3 separate regions of the Oryctolagus cuniculus genome follow, and all the other regions are linked to region 3. Evidence: chromatin contacts called from public Hi-C data. All regions are on one chromosome and are shown on one strand. Each heading gives the region's core, a stretch centred on a gene start, on an enhancer-like site or on the middle of the called end of the contact. The rest is flanking DNA. Distances are from core to core; before and after follow the strand shown.

The links. Hi-C and Micro-C count contacts between places; a contact is called where the count stands out from the background.
Region 1: a Hi-C map of skin fibroblasts shows a contact between it and region 3, with 2.0 times the contacts expected there. The contact joins two enhancer-like sites. A contact is called at or near these places in 2 of 6 Hi-C or Micro-C datasets (embryonic fibroblasts and skin fibroblasts).
Region 2: a contact with region 3 is called in a Hi-C map of skin fibroblasts, with 2.4 times the contacts expected there. The contact joins two enhancer-like sites. A contact is called at or near these places in 2 of 6 Hi-C or Micro-C datasets (embryonic fibroblasts and skin fibroblasts).

Annotation. Positions count from the first base shown.
Region 1 is chr9:73,303,501-73,307,916 of mOryCun1.1, forward strand. It overlaps LOC127487179 (a long non-coding RNA gene), which reads left to right. Exons shown (of 3, transcript XR_007913720.2): 3 at 1-3,120. Among named protein-coding and RNA genes, the nearest start is that of FOXO1, 470 kb to the left of the region's middle. Within about 2 kb of position 1,346, at least 4 of the 8 cell types and tissues checked have an H3K27ac peak or open chromatin away from gene starts, as enhancers often do.
Region 2 is chr9:73,761,976-73,766,130 of mOryCun1.1, forward strand. No RefSeq gene overlaps it. Among named protein-coding and RNA genes, the nearest start is that of COG6, 120 kb to the right of the region's middle. Within about 2 kb of position 2,051, at least 1 of the 8 cell types and tissues checked has an H3K27ac peak or open chromatin away from gene starts, as enhancers often do.
Region 3 is chr9:73,557,707-73,562,118 of mOryCun1.1, forward strand. No RefSeq gene overlaps it. Among named protein-coding and RNA genes, the nearest start is that of COG6, 320 kb to the right of the region's middle. Within about 2 kb of position 2,260, at least 1 of the 8 cell types and tissues checked has an H3K27ac peak or open chromatin away from gene starts, as enhancers often do.

The sequences.
Region 1 (4,416 bases), core at 96-2,595, 260 kb before region 3:
ATCCCCACCCGAGCAGGCCTGGCTGGCCACCGTTAGCCTCAGGGCAGCGAGGAGGCCAGATTTCAGATCCTCTGGGCCTTCATGCACAGGAAGCCTTCCTCTTTCATGTCCAGTGGGCACAGACCCCTTCACGGGGAGATCTCTGACTACTTCCTCCTCTGTCTGAAGCTTTCTTGGCACCACACGCTTCCTGGGGTGGCTGACATCACCCTGTGTGGAGGAGGATTGGCCTGGCTTCTGAAAACATGTGTGCAATTGAGTGCATTCTATTAAGAAAGAGGGGAAAAAAATCAAACCCCAAACAAATAAGCAGACACACACACCATCCATGGCCATTGCTCAGCACTGAGAACTGGCAGCTCTGTGCCTGGCAGGAGGGCAGGAGGTGACTCTGAGAGGCATTTCTGAGGTGAACGCTATGGTTGGGGTGAGGGGACTGATGTGGTCCCAAGGAGACGGATAGCACTGCCCGTCCAACAAATCCCATGACTCTGAAAGAGATGTCACCACAGAGCCTAACAACTGGGAATCTCAGCCCCAAACAAAACCACAGCACCAAGATGTGGAAATGAGAGAAAAGCTAAGGGCTGAGTAAAATATTAAAGATTGCTATTGGTTTAAAAAAAAAAGAAAACACAGCTCTGTGACCACCACCTGAGCCACACAGGCTTGCGTAGGAGCTAAGGGACCCCTCCACCCCCTGCACACATGCACACACACTCACACACACACACACACACACACACACACACCAGTCAGACCCAGTCCGCCCTCAGCAGTGTTACAGCAGTCTCTTTCTGCGCACATTGCAGAGCCCAACATTCTTCAGGCTGGAAAACTTTCCTCACGTCTAACCTGAGGCCCTCATGCTGCAGCTGAAATTCCTTCCTTCCTGGAAAAGGACCTGTCACCCTTTCCTCCTCCAGGATCCTTCAGACTTGTGTTGACGTGAACAACAAATCCTGTTTTCTCCTCGGTTATTCAAGGAGAATCTCCGTATCTGTAACTTCTGGAGAACCTCTGTCAGATGCTGGTGCTCAGGGGACCCGGCGCAGGCACCCCTGTTCTGGGTTGTCAAGGAAAATCCTCTGGCCTGGATTCTTGGTTTCCAAACAGAATGCTGCACACTGTTTAAAGAGTATTTTGTTTTCCTTTTCTGGAACCCATTGTGTGTTGCGTCAGAGACAATGAGCGGTTCACACAGCTGCAGTTATCCAAGTATTAAACTCCCCATGCTGTCCGAGGGCACAGTCCCACTGCCTGCATGGGGTGTGGGGGTCTGGGTGGACTGTGCAGGAGTGTGGCTGGGGGGCCAGGGTCCCGATTCTGTCCTCCCTCCCCGCTGCGACTCACACACTGTGGAACTGAGTAACTGTTGGCAAGGTCTGGGCCACAGTAAGCCAGACTGGGCGGGGAGAGGATTCCATTATTATAACACAATGCCATAATAGGATAGGACATTCCTTTCATATTCTTACACAACAGGAATCTTTAAACTCCACTGTTACTCTGAAAGGGGAGGCAAAATGCACCCAGCGCTTTGTTGTGTTTTTGCCACCAAAGTTACCTTATTCATCGTGGGGGTTGTGTGGGCCTCAGCCTCCTGAGCTTGGTTTTCGCAGCTTCTGGAAAGGGTTGGGCAACACCTGAGGACAATCGCGGCGCTCACTCACCCCAGCCCTGCTGGGAGCTTCTGCTGGAGCCCTTTGCTGCGGCGTGGCTCCGAACCTGGCAGCCGGGGCTGCTCTTGGGAAGCTGGCCCTTTGGGGGCACTGTGCTGGTTCTTACCAGATGGCCTTTGGGTGTGGAGTCAGTGCACAAGAGGCCTCCTCAGGGCACTGGGGTTCTCCAGTCGTGCAGAGCCGACGGGGACACACTGGTCTCTGAATGAGACCACCGCCAACCCCACTGCCCTTCCCTGCAGAGTGGGCGTGAGGCTCAGCCAGCACTGGGGAAGGCCTAGCAGAGGCCTCTGCATCCCTTGCCAATGCTGTTGACAGGCCGACTCCCTGACCAGGCGTGGGTGCTGAGGCTCAGGAACCTGGATGCTCTTTCTATTTGGCCATGACCTTAGGCTTTAATTTCCTACCACAGAGTCTGGGTGGAGAATCACTGGGCAGGGGCTCAGCTAGGAGGCTGACGTGGAGCGAATACCAGCAGACATGGGGCATTTTCTTTATAAAAGTGTAGCAAATGAGTTTAACAGTCTTTGTGACCTGGTCCATCCCAAATCCCAATCTCTGACGTTGATGGTGATAGAGATCGGAATATAATGAAGGAAACCCAACAAACTCTGCAGCGTTCCAATATTCCATTGATAGTAATTTAAACTCTCATCCTTAATTTGTTCTTATACTTGCTCCTGTAGCATTTGTTTATTTAGACTACTGGGCAAGAGCCCTTCCTAAAAATCTTTGTAAATTCTTAAGTGCAAACAAGTAGCATTCTCCATGCCACCCAGCACTCTGCAAGGTTGGGCTGTCTGGGCAGTGTTGCAGACATTTTAATAACCCCTTGTGGGCAAATGATGACACTTTTTCTTATTTTCCAGTAGGCTTCTATTTGTTCTTTGAATGAGACTCCATATGTAAATGGATGATTATTCTCTGAATTTCTTCTGTGCAAGTTGAGCACCAGAATCTCCCATATTATGTGTACAGAATCTGGGCCTGAATTTCAACCGTGAATATCAATGAAGCAAAGCAATAAAAATCCATAAAAAATTAACATTGCTAAAGAGGACTTCAAACCTCTCGGTGCTACAGCTCTGAGGTCAGTGGTAAGTGACCATGGTTTAATGAAGTGGGGCTCCCTCTGATTAGGGAGAAGTGGGCATGGCATCTTCTGCGGCATAAATAGCCTGCCTCTGAGCATGCCAAGCAGTTGCTTTCAGAGGCTGAATTTTCTCCCAGCCTGGGTGAGTTGGCAGTGGACAGGAGAGGACATTCCAGTGAAACCGGGCCATCGGGAGCTGAAGACAAAGGCAGCTGATTCAAGTGCGCAAAATTGGAGTTTCTCTAATCAAATATATTAAATTCACCATTATTCTTGATTGTTTTAATGGGAAGAAAGGGCAGCTGTGCCCTTCATTTTCTAAGCATTTTATTTAGTGCTGAGGAGTTGGAGAAAGGGAGGGGAGAGACAGTCGGGTGGGAGGGGGGAGTAGAAAGGGCTAAGACAGCTACAGGAAGCTAATGCATTTTGTCTTAAAAGTAAGATGATTTTGCACGCAGCTCAGAACCACATGGAGAGTTCCTAGAGCTGTCACTCATGGAGAGAAAAAAAAAAGATAGCTGGTTTCTAAAGCACTTTGACATAGGAGTAGAAAAGCAGCCAGCGAGCAGACTGGGGGCATGGGATACTCAAGCCAGGAGCCCCCAGTGCCCAGTGCTGAACAGCTTTGCTTCACTGCCTACATGGAAACCTGCTTGTGAGCAACCCCCCCCCCCCCCGGCCCACCCCTCTGCCTCCAACCCTCCATACTGGTGCTTTGTAGAAGGCATTTAAATTTCAAGACATTTGGGGCAATTCATCTCCACTCCTTTTGTAACCTTCCAGCTTCACCATCTGAGCAAATGCATTCCAAATTCTAGTGAAGAAACCGTCGACTCAAGCTATTATTATTATTTTTTAAAATAGTTTCGCAGACGGTCCTGTCCAAGGGTAACGCTTCCTGCCCAGAGTGCAGGACTACAATGTCTTGGTATGCACCTCCAGCATCAAAGGCGAGCTGGGGTGCATGATGTCACTTTCTCCGTCTGTTGAGTTGATAACAGGATGAACCTGAACCAGACATTCCACTGTGCAATTAATTATTTCACTCCACCGTCAGGCAGGAGACTTAACTGTTGGAGCGCTTGGAGCTTCGCACACACAGATGCACTTCGCCGAGAGAACGGAGGTCCCAGAGCTGCAGTGTGGGGCTCCCGGGCTCCCACAGGCCACCGTGAGTCATGCGGAGAAAGGGCTTTGGAAGCTGGTGCCTGTTACAGCCTGAAGCCAGCCTGTTTCTGAGCTGGAATGTGAAAGGCAGCTGGCTGTGTCAAAGGGGCAGAGAATAAAGCCGCAGTGTAGAACGAAGACACAATTCAGCACAGAGAAGATGCTATTAAAATGGTTTCTGGCCCTCCGGGAGCTTCTTGTAGAGGGCCCCCTTTTGGAAACAAATGATTCTGTTCCTCTCCTTAAAAGAAAAAAAAAAAAAGAAGAAAAAAGAAAGGAGGTGGGAGTCCCTTTCAGTAAAATGTTACTGGGCTCTTTTTAAACATTCCCATTTGGAGGGCATTAAAGGGAATGTCATAAGGCAGTGGCTATATACTTAGGGGGCATTGTATTGAGTGGCACGATGCAGGCTAACTGCAGCTCTCCACCCTTCGGAGGGAATCCAGTAATCAATCAATCAGCTCCAGTCCCCTG
Region 2 (4,155 bases), core at 801-3,300, 200 kb after region 3:
GCAGCAGAATTCAGAAATCTGGGGTGGCAGGGGAATCTATGAATCACAGCATGACTGTGGGGTGAAATACTCCCAAGCAGTGGCACAGCTTTTGCTGCTCTGCAAGGGGATCATACAAGGGACTTCTTCCCCTTGTGCCCTGGAGGCTTGTGCATGACCAGACTCTGGCTGGATGCAGCAAATGCCACCCTTCCTAACAAACACACAGATGAAGCTATTCTTTCCTCAAAGGTGATGCCCCAAGTACAATGTTCCCAACTACGGCTACCTCCATTTCCACTCCTGAAATTGTCCATGTCCCACATAATAGCCACTGAAGGAAGGAAGATCTCATCTACTCACCTCCTTTGGAAGACTTCTTTGAAAGATTTATTTATTTATTTGAAAGGCTGAGTTACAGAGAAGCAGAGGCAGAGAGAGGTTTTCCATCTACTGTTCCCTCCCCAGAGGGCTGCAATGGCTTGAGCTGTGCCGATTGGAAGCCAGGAGCTTCTTTCGAACATCAGCCATCTTCTACTGCTTTCCCAAGCCATATCAGAGAGCTGGATTGGAAGTAGAGCAGCCAGGACTTGAACCGGCACCCATATGGGATGCTGACACTGCAGGCGGTGGCTTTACCTGCTACGCCACAGTGCAGCCCCTGGAAGATTTTTAACAAACAAAAAAACACCAGTGATCTCTGACAACACCTAGAGCTTCTGTTATCCCAACAGCCACATGGGGTCAAACCTCACTGTGTTTTCAGTGTTCTTACAGTAGCACCACATGACAATTAGGATGGTTTTGTCCAAAAGGAGCAAAGGAGATTTTTGTCACCAAAACTTTGCACATTAAAATATCAAGGCTAATGACTTATTTCTTTTCCATATTAGAAAGCATATAAATGTTCACAATTTGGTGTCAGTGTCACCCACAGGACCCAAAACATGTGGAGTGTTTACTGTAGCTCAGTATAGGTAACAAGATGGAGGAAAGAAAAAAAGGAAGGAAGAGGATTGCATACCCAGCCCCAACCTCTGCACAGAACATGGATTGCATCTCTGCCCTAAAGCAGGGCAGGGACAACTTGGGACTGTACCCTCTCTGCCAAAGAAGCCTGGACTCAATAGAAGCTTTCCTCGATATGGACAGATTTGTTTCTTTGCATGATTAAATACTCTGTTGATTCCTCAGATAAGTTCATAAGTGCAGAAAGGAGGAGGATAAGCTTTTTTAATTACAAGCAATTCAGCCTGGCAAATAGAACTCTCAACTTGTCCAAGTCCTGGACTTCCAAACCTTGCCAAGATCCCCATCTGCTTCTTCCGTGGGAGCTTGGGGAAGGGGTGCTGATTCAAGTTCCCACAGAAAGAATCAGAAAATCTTGGACCAAATGCTTAGCTCTAACAAATAAGAAGTCTCTGTTCTGGATAAAATCAAATTGGTAAGATATTCCACTATTCTGGTTTTGGGTGGGGACTTGGAGAATATTATGGGGTGAAATGGGGGAAGAGACAGAACAAGATTTCAACTCATACTAATGAAACTTCGGAGTTGGAAAGGTGACTCTTGTTCCTTAGGTGTTTGGGAATGCAGACCTGGGGTGCCCGGGTATCCGTAATCCCCTGAGTGAATCTCTGTATTGCCCCTCTACAACCAGCTTCCTGGATGCTCCAGCAGCCACTGAAACGTTAAGAAATGAGAACTGAAAACTCTTCCCTTTCAAGCTGCCAAGCTGGAGAAGGGTTAGTGGGGGTGGACACACAGAAAAGGTGAAGGCAATGTGTCACCTGGGTGTCATGACTCCACTTGTAAGGTGCCCCCCAACTGTGTACTCGCCACTAAAGCAGCGGGCGGATGGTGGGCAGATGGGCATGAAAGGTGGGGACAGAGACATTATGGGGGAAGAGTGTCTGAAAGCCAGAAGTGGCCTGGTGGCAGCTGTTCTGTCTTAGCCAGGCTGGCACAGTTATCAGGAAGCCTGGAGTGCCACCCTCTGGTAAGCGAGCCAAGGGTTGGTTGCTAAATCCTGTAACAGAACCTTCCCTGCAGGCATTTGGCATTGGAGCCTTAATGGTTTGGCACTCCGCCTAATTGCTCAGAATATGTGCTTGGTTAGAGAGTAATTCCTTCTTCACTCTGCACACTGCACAGACGCTGTGATATTTTTATTCCAATAATTCCTTTGCTGACCACCAAAGTCCTATGAAAATTTCTCTAAGGATATTGGATAGAAACCAAACTCAGAATTTTACATTAAGTTTAGACTCCAGATTATGGCTAATTTAAAAAACAGCATAATGTCTACCAAGTAAGAGAATGCTCCCATCTAGAAGGAAAGTTGCAGCACTCAATTATAAAAAATGATTCTCATTTTATCTCAGAAAACCAGAAACTGAAAATTCATGTGACATATTTGTTTGTTTACTTGTTAATGTGAATAAGTACCATAATTTACTTTGAGGTAAAGTCATTTCTGCAAATGAAATCAGATTACCTCTAGTATGTAAGAAACCAAGATCTTTTAGAGATTAAAGTCAATGCTAGTATTCAAAATCCAGCCAGGGCCAACATAATCTAAGTCACCCATTTCAGGGCTTGAGAGAAAAGTTGAATAATATGAGCAGTACCTTAATATGTGGTGAGGATTTAACTTAATTTACATTAGGAACAAAACAATCGGAGCTGTCAGTTGTTCATATAGCAGTGATTGACTTAACTGATGAATCTACAGTTTATTTTTATAACTGGAATAGAGGGGAAAAAAGAGAGGGAGGAATAAGATGGAGCGGGGGGAGAGAGAGAGACAAAAGAGAGATATCAGAGGTGCATGGCAAAAGGAAAAATACCCACATAGATTATTCTTTTCAAGAAACAAATTTCATTGCCTCACTCCTGTGCTAAAAACATTAAAGACAAAAATGCAAATAGCATACTTCTAAGTAACTCACGGATCAAAGAGATCCTGATGAATAAAATTTAAATAATTGGAAACAGCCTAAAAACATATAAGGCAAAAATTGATAAAACACAAAAAATGGAAATATAGATAAATCCAATATCACTGCTGGTACACCATGCAGATTAAAAATCAGAAGCACTATGACTGAGTTGAATAATATTAACTAAACTTATCCTTTTGACATATGTAGAGCACTGTAATGAACATCTAGAGAAAAATTTATCATTTCAAGTCTAAAGAGGGTAATGTATTATAATAGATTATATGCTGCACCATAAAGCAAGTAAAAAATAAAATATGGTGGTAGAATATATTTTCTGCCTGCAGTGGCAGTAAGCTTGAAATCAATAAAAAGATGACTATGAGATAATCATAATAATATATCATTATATTTTTTCTAAATAATCTGAGTCAAATATAAAATAACTATGAAGTTAGAAAATATTTTGAAGCAAAAGGTAATTAAAATATGAGACATAAAATCTTATGAATGTAACTAAATCTGTGCTTAGATGGGAATGTATCTGAACATGTTCCTGACTATATTTAAATCAATACATTACAACAGGACAAAGTCTGAAAAACAGTTATGCAATATCCCACTTTAAGAAGGGAGAAAAAGAGAGGCTGGCGCTGTGGTGCAGCAGGTTAAAGTTCCAGCCTGAAGTGCCAGTATCCCATATGGGCACCAGTTCGAGTCCAGGCTGCTTCACTTCTCATCCAGCTCCATGCTAATATTCCTGGGAAAGCAGCAAAAGGTGGCCCAAGTCCTTGAGCCCCTGCAACAACATGGGAGGCCTGGAAGAAGCTCCTGGTGCTGGCTTTGGATCCACTCAACTCTGGCCATTGCAGCCATTTGGAGGTGAACCAGCAGATGGAAGACCTCTCTCTGTCTCTACCTCTCTCTCTGTAACTCTTTCAAATAAATTAAATAAATCTTTAAAAAAAAGGAGCAAAAAACTACATGGAAATAAATAATAAAGAGAGCAAAAAGCAATGAAAAAGAAAATAAATATATAATAAAGAAAATCAAACAAAATAAAAAGTTTATTCAAAAATGATAATAAAATCCATAATTCTTAGCGAAAAAAAAGAAAACACAAATTATCAATACCAGGTCGACAGAATTTTTTAAAATGAAAGGATATTAAAGAGAACATTATGATAATGAAATGGACATATATTCTGGGAAATAAAATTTATCAAAACTGACA
Region 3 (4,412 bases), core at 1,010-3,509:
GATATCATATTGATAGGTCTGAAGATTGTCTGAAAACCCCTAAATGAACTAAAATGAGGTTACTCTTGCTTTGCAAGGAATAGCATAGTATACAGGTAAAAATGAATGCTATTGAATAGAGCTACTCATTCATTTGTGGTGCAATGACCTTTGTCATACATTTTGAAACTTACATGTTCAAATGAAGGATGTGCCTTTTAGCATTTGGCGGCTACATATGTATTTGAAGCACGGATATTTCTACAAGTTTTCCCTTATAACTACAGCTGAAAGATACTACACAGTCCTGTTATTATTTTCTGGAATGAAACTCAAATCATTGTCAAATGTCAATCCTACCTGACCTAATATGAAAGAAAATTTATAATTTTATCATGATTACTAATTGTGGAATAAAAGAATTCCCCACATTTGGTTGGCAGGTGGAGAAACCTTGATTTCCTCACTTTTCAAAGATTAGAGGGGAGAGGTAGAAAGAAGAGAGTGTGTTGGGATGGCCTCAGCCATGCCTTTGAGGTCAGAGGTGGGTAGACACCTTGCCATGGAAATTGCGGACTAGAGGGTAAAGAAGCATGGTCAGGTGGCACAGGAGCCCACAACATTGATATAATCAGTTCCTACCACCTTCAACATCTAAGGAATGTCCCCCATTGATGCCCTAGGAATTAGAATTATGAACCACTGTTTTATTCATTACACAGTTGCTTTCATTGCTACTTGTTTTGATTCTTGGCCTTAGCCTTGGACAAAAGTTTTGGAAAGCTTCCTTTTTAACAGCTTATATTATTTATCTGTCTTCAGCAAGTTACATAAAAAGTATTGAAAAGTAGTGAGGCAGAAGCTGGAAGGTTTACATTGTGTTGCTCCAAAAACAGGAGGTGATGCACAAATACTTTTCTGTCTGACACACACAAAGCAGTGATAGGTGATGTTAACAGAAAGGTCAGGTGTGTCTATCTCTAAAGAGGCAGAGCATACAAGCAGTTGTATTTCATGAGTATTTCACGAGCCTCTAAATGCTAAATGATCAAACATTTTGATTCTAGAAAAAAGTGATCAAGACTTGTGTGAGATTTTTTGATTTGACATTAATCATCTGTTCTGATTCACATAGAATCAATGGGGCAGCTGTGGGATGCAATGAAAATGCTAGGTGTTGAGTTTAATCCGACATATAGGACTTTTAATGGTGAAGTTTTAGATAGGCTTATTAGGCATGTGTTTTGTGAGTGAGGATAGGTGATTGTGGGGATGTGACATTAGCTACTGTCATAGCAAAATGAGCACTTGGGTGATATGGCTGCTCTGGAGGCAGTACCAAGAGAAATGAAGGCTGCAACTGATAGAGCTGGGAGGATTTCATGGGGAGCAAGTTATCTTTGTCCTCTTAGGCATTGTATCATCATCATCGTCAAAACCTTAGTGACATGGAACTTCGACCCCAGTCAAGAAAACTATGGAAAAAGGTCTTTGAGTTTGTCAGTGTGAGCAGTTCTTCCACTCCCTCTCACCCCCAAGTACCTCTCTTAGCAAAAAGCCAAGCCCTGCGTCAGCCAACAGCAATTCAATGTGGACTATAAATACACACAATATCACACTTCTTTTAAAGAACCAAAAGGTAGCAGGTGATATTAATTCTAATAAAATGTTTTATTTAAGCCAATATATTAAAGTATTATCATTCTAGTCGATAACTAATATTTAAAACTCAAGATACCCTTTTCTTTCATCCTTAGCCTTTGTGAACCAGTGGTAGAGTATTTTGCATATAAAGCACATCCCAGCGGGGGTTAGCCACAGCTCTAACACCCCATAACTCCATGTGGCTGGTGGCCACACATCAGCAATACAGCTGTACTTGCTCCAAGTGCCATTCTCATGGGACAATAGGACATTGTCTTTGAGAGCTCCACCAGCTTTTTCATACTTGTGGCTGCTTCTCTGAGTTCTCCCCTGACCCACTTGTCCCCCCCCCCCCCAACTCCCCCAGCTGCAAGGGCTGTGAGCTGAGCACCGCCTTTCTCATCCGCACCTCCAGAGGGCAGCTCTGAAAGGAGTCCCAGTGAGCCCTCTAGTGACTGCTGTCAGAATGCACCGAACTTCACAAAAACAACCCTTGGGGAAACTGAAAACAAAATCCTACTGCAGTACCTTTGCAGGAGCGCTGCGGGAGTCACAGCTCTAAGCCATTCTTCCCAGCCATAGCCTGTAGCAGGACACAGGCCCGTGAACTTGTTCCCTGGGCAGCTGTGCTCCAGGGAGCTCCCTTCAGAGTTACTGCAATAGAGCTCATCACCCTTTCAGGGCCTGGCAGAATTCAGCTGTCCAGGAAGCTCCTAAGCAGCTTGCCATAGCCCATAAAGCATAACCTTGCCTGAATCCATTTCACCCCATTCCCCTGCCTATGGAGCCCTGGCTTTGGGCTGGTTCTCATATCTCCTCCCAGAGCTCATGGCAGTGGCTTAACCCCAGGACAGGAGCAGATTTGTCCCCCCTGACGTTGATTGGTTGAGATGCCAAGATTAACCTAACCAGTGCAAGGATTTCCTTGGACCTACAGACGCTTGAAGAGATCTCTGGAAGAGAGAGTTGTTCACTCTTCCTCTGGATTTGGTGGTGTGTGTACATGAAGTCTGACAGGGCTATGGCGACTGCTGCTGCTAAGAGGGAAGCTGTGGGGGAATGAAGCCCACACGAAGATGCAGAGAAATAGAGCTGGAACCCTGAATTAAAGTGACTCTGAAGTCTGCCCTTCTGCATTTCCCGAAACAGTAAACAAACCTTCTATTGTTTATACCATCTATGCAGTTGTCCGTGACCTGTAGTGGGACCCTCCCTAACTGAAACAGGCATCGACCCAAACTGGATTCCAGAAACTTCCTTCATACTCTACAGATAGCTGATCAGCACACAGAACTTCTTGGATCACCCCTCTAAATTATGTATATGTATACATGCTTAGCTGGGGGGCTAATATCCTAAATATATATATTAAAGATTTATTTATTTACTTGAAAGTCAGAATTACAGAGGCAGAGAGAGAGAGAGAGAGAGAGAGATCTTATATCAGCTGTTTCACTCCCAAAATGGCCTCAATGGCCAGGGCTAGGTCAGGCTGAAACCCAGAGCAAGGAGCTTCATTTGGGCCTTCACGTGGGTACAGGGGCCCAAGAACTTTTTGGGCCATCCTCTGCTGCTTTCCCAGCACATTAACAGGGAACTGGATCAGAAGTGGAGCAGCCAGGACTGGAACTGATGCCCATATGGGATATCAATGCTGCTGGCATCAGCTTAACCACTGTGCCACAGCACTGGCCCCCTAAATATATTTTATACATGTTTAGCTGGATAGCCAAACTGAACAATCTGTAAAAGGTGGAAAAGAGTATCTATTTACTTCTCCTAGGGTGGAACACAGATTTCATGGTATATTTAATTAGAAATACTCTAAAAAATTGAGAGACTCAAACCACCCTACATTCTGAGATTTCTATTAGAAAGAGTGGGAAACAGCAACATTGAAATAATGAGTCTCTGGTCCCTTGGCACAGGTGATCTGCTCAATTTTGTTCTGAAAATGATGGCCTCACTTGGATCCAGCAGAAAAATGATGTGACAAATCCGCATTTACTGCCCAATAGGCCAACAGCCTAACCCTGTTATAGGGACCCAGGCTCCCCTTCTCCTCCTACCCCTGCCAGTAGGTTCACAATCTCATGCCAGTAATGAGAAGTGAGGACAGGTGGCTCAGCCCAGGCTCAGCTCTGTGACCTGGAAAGCAGTGATTGGCCCTGACCTTGTGACAATGGTTTTCTCTGTTGGACGTTTTGACCTAACAAATTTGGATCCACTGCAGCTCCGTTCATTTCTGGTTGTTTCTCTTTTTACCTGTTCAATGATCTACAGGGTTCAAGCTCTTGCATTTTGTAGGAATGCCTAAACAATCCAAAGTTAGTCAGGGCCAGTCTGCACAACCTCATGGTTCTCCGTCTGTGACTGATCTTTTTATATCATTCTTATTTCAGAAATGGCTCTCGTCTTTGCCAATATTGCCTCCCTTTGAAATTTCTATTTAGCCAAATCTGTAGCCTTTGGCAAATTTCTTGTTCGGCACCTTGTGGAAGACAGACAATATATCTTAAAAGAAATAAGTCTGAGGCTCTAGACCACATTGCCTTTGAATTCTGGCTCTGCCACATAATAGCACAGTGATCTGGGAACATTAACAGTTTCCTTACCTAACCTGTAGGGACAGTATGTCTCAAACTATATGACTCAAAGTCTTTGATGCAGCTAAAGCATTTCAAACAATAAGTACATTCAATATTCAAACATAATCTATCACATAATGAGCACTCAACAAATGTGGTTGCTATGAAAACTGTGTCATAAAGAATTTAAAACATTGCTTC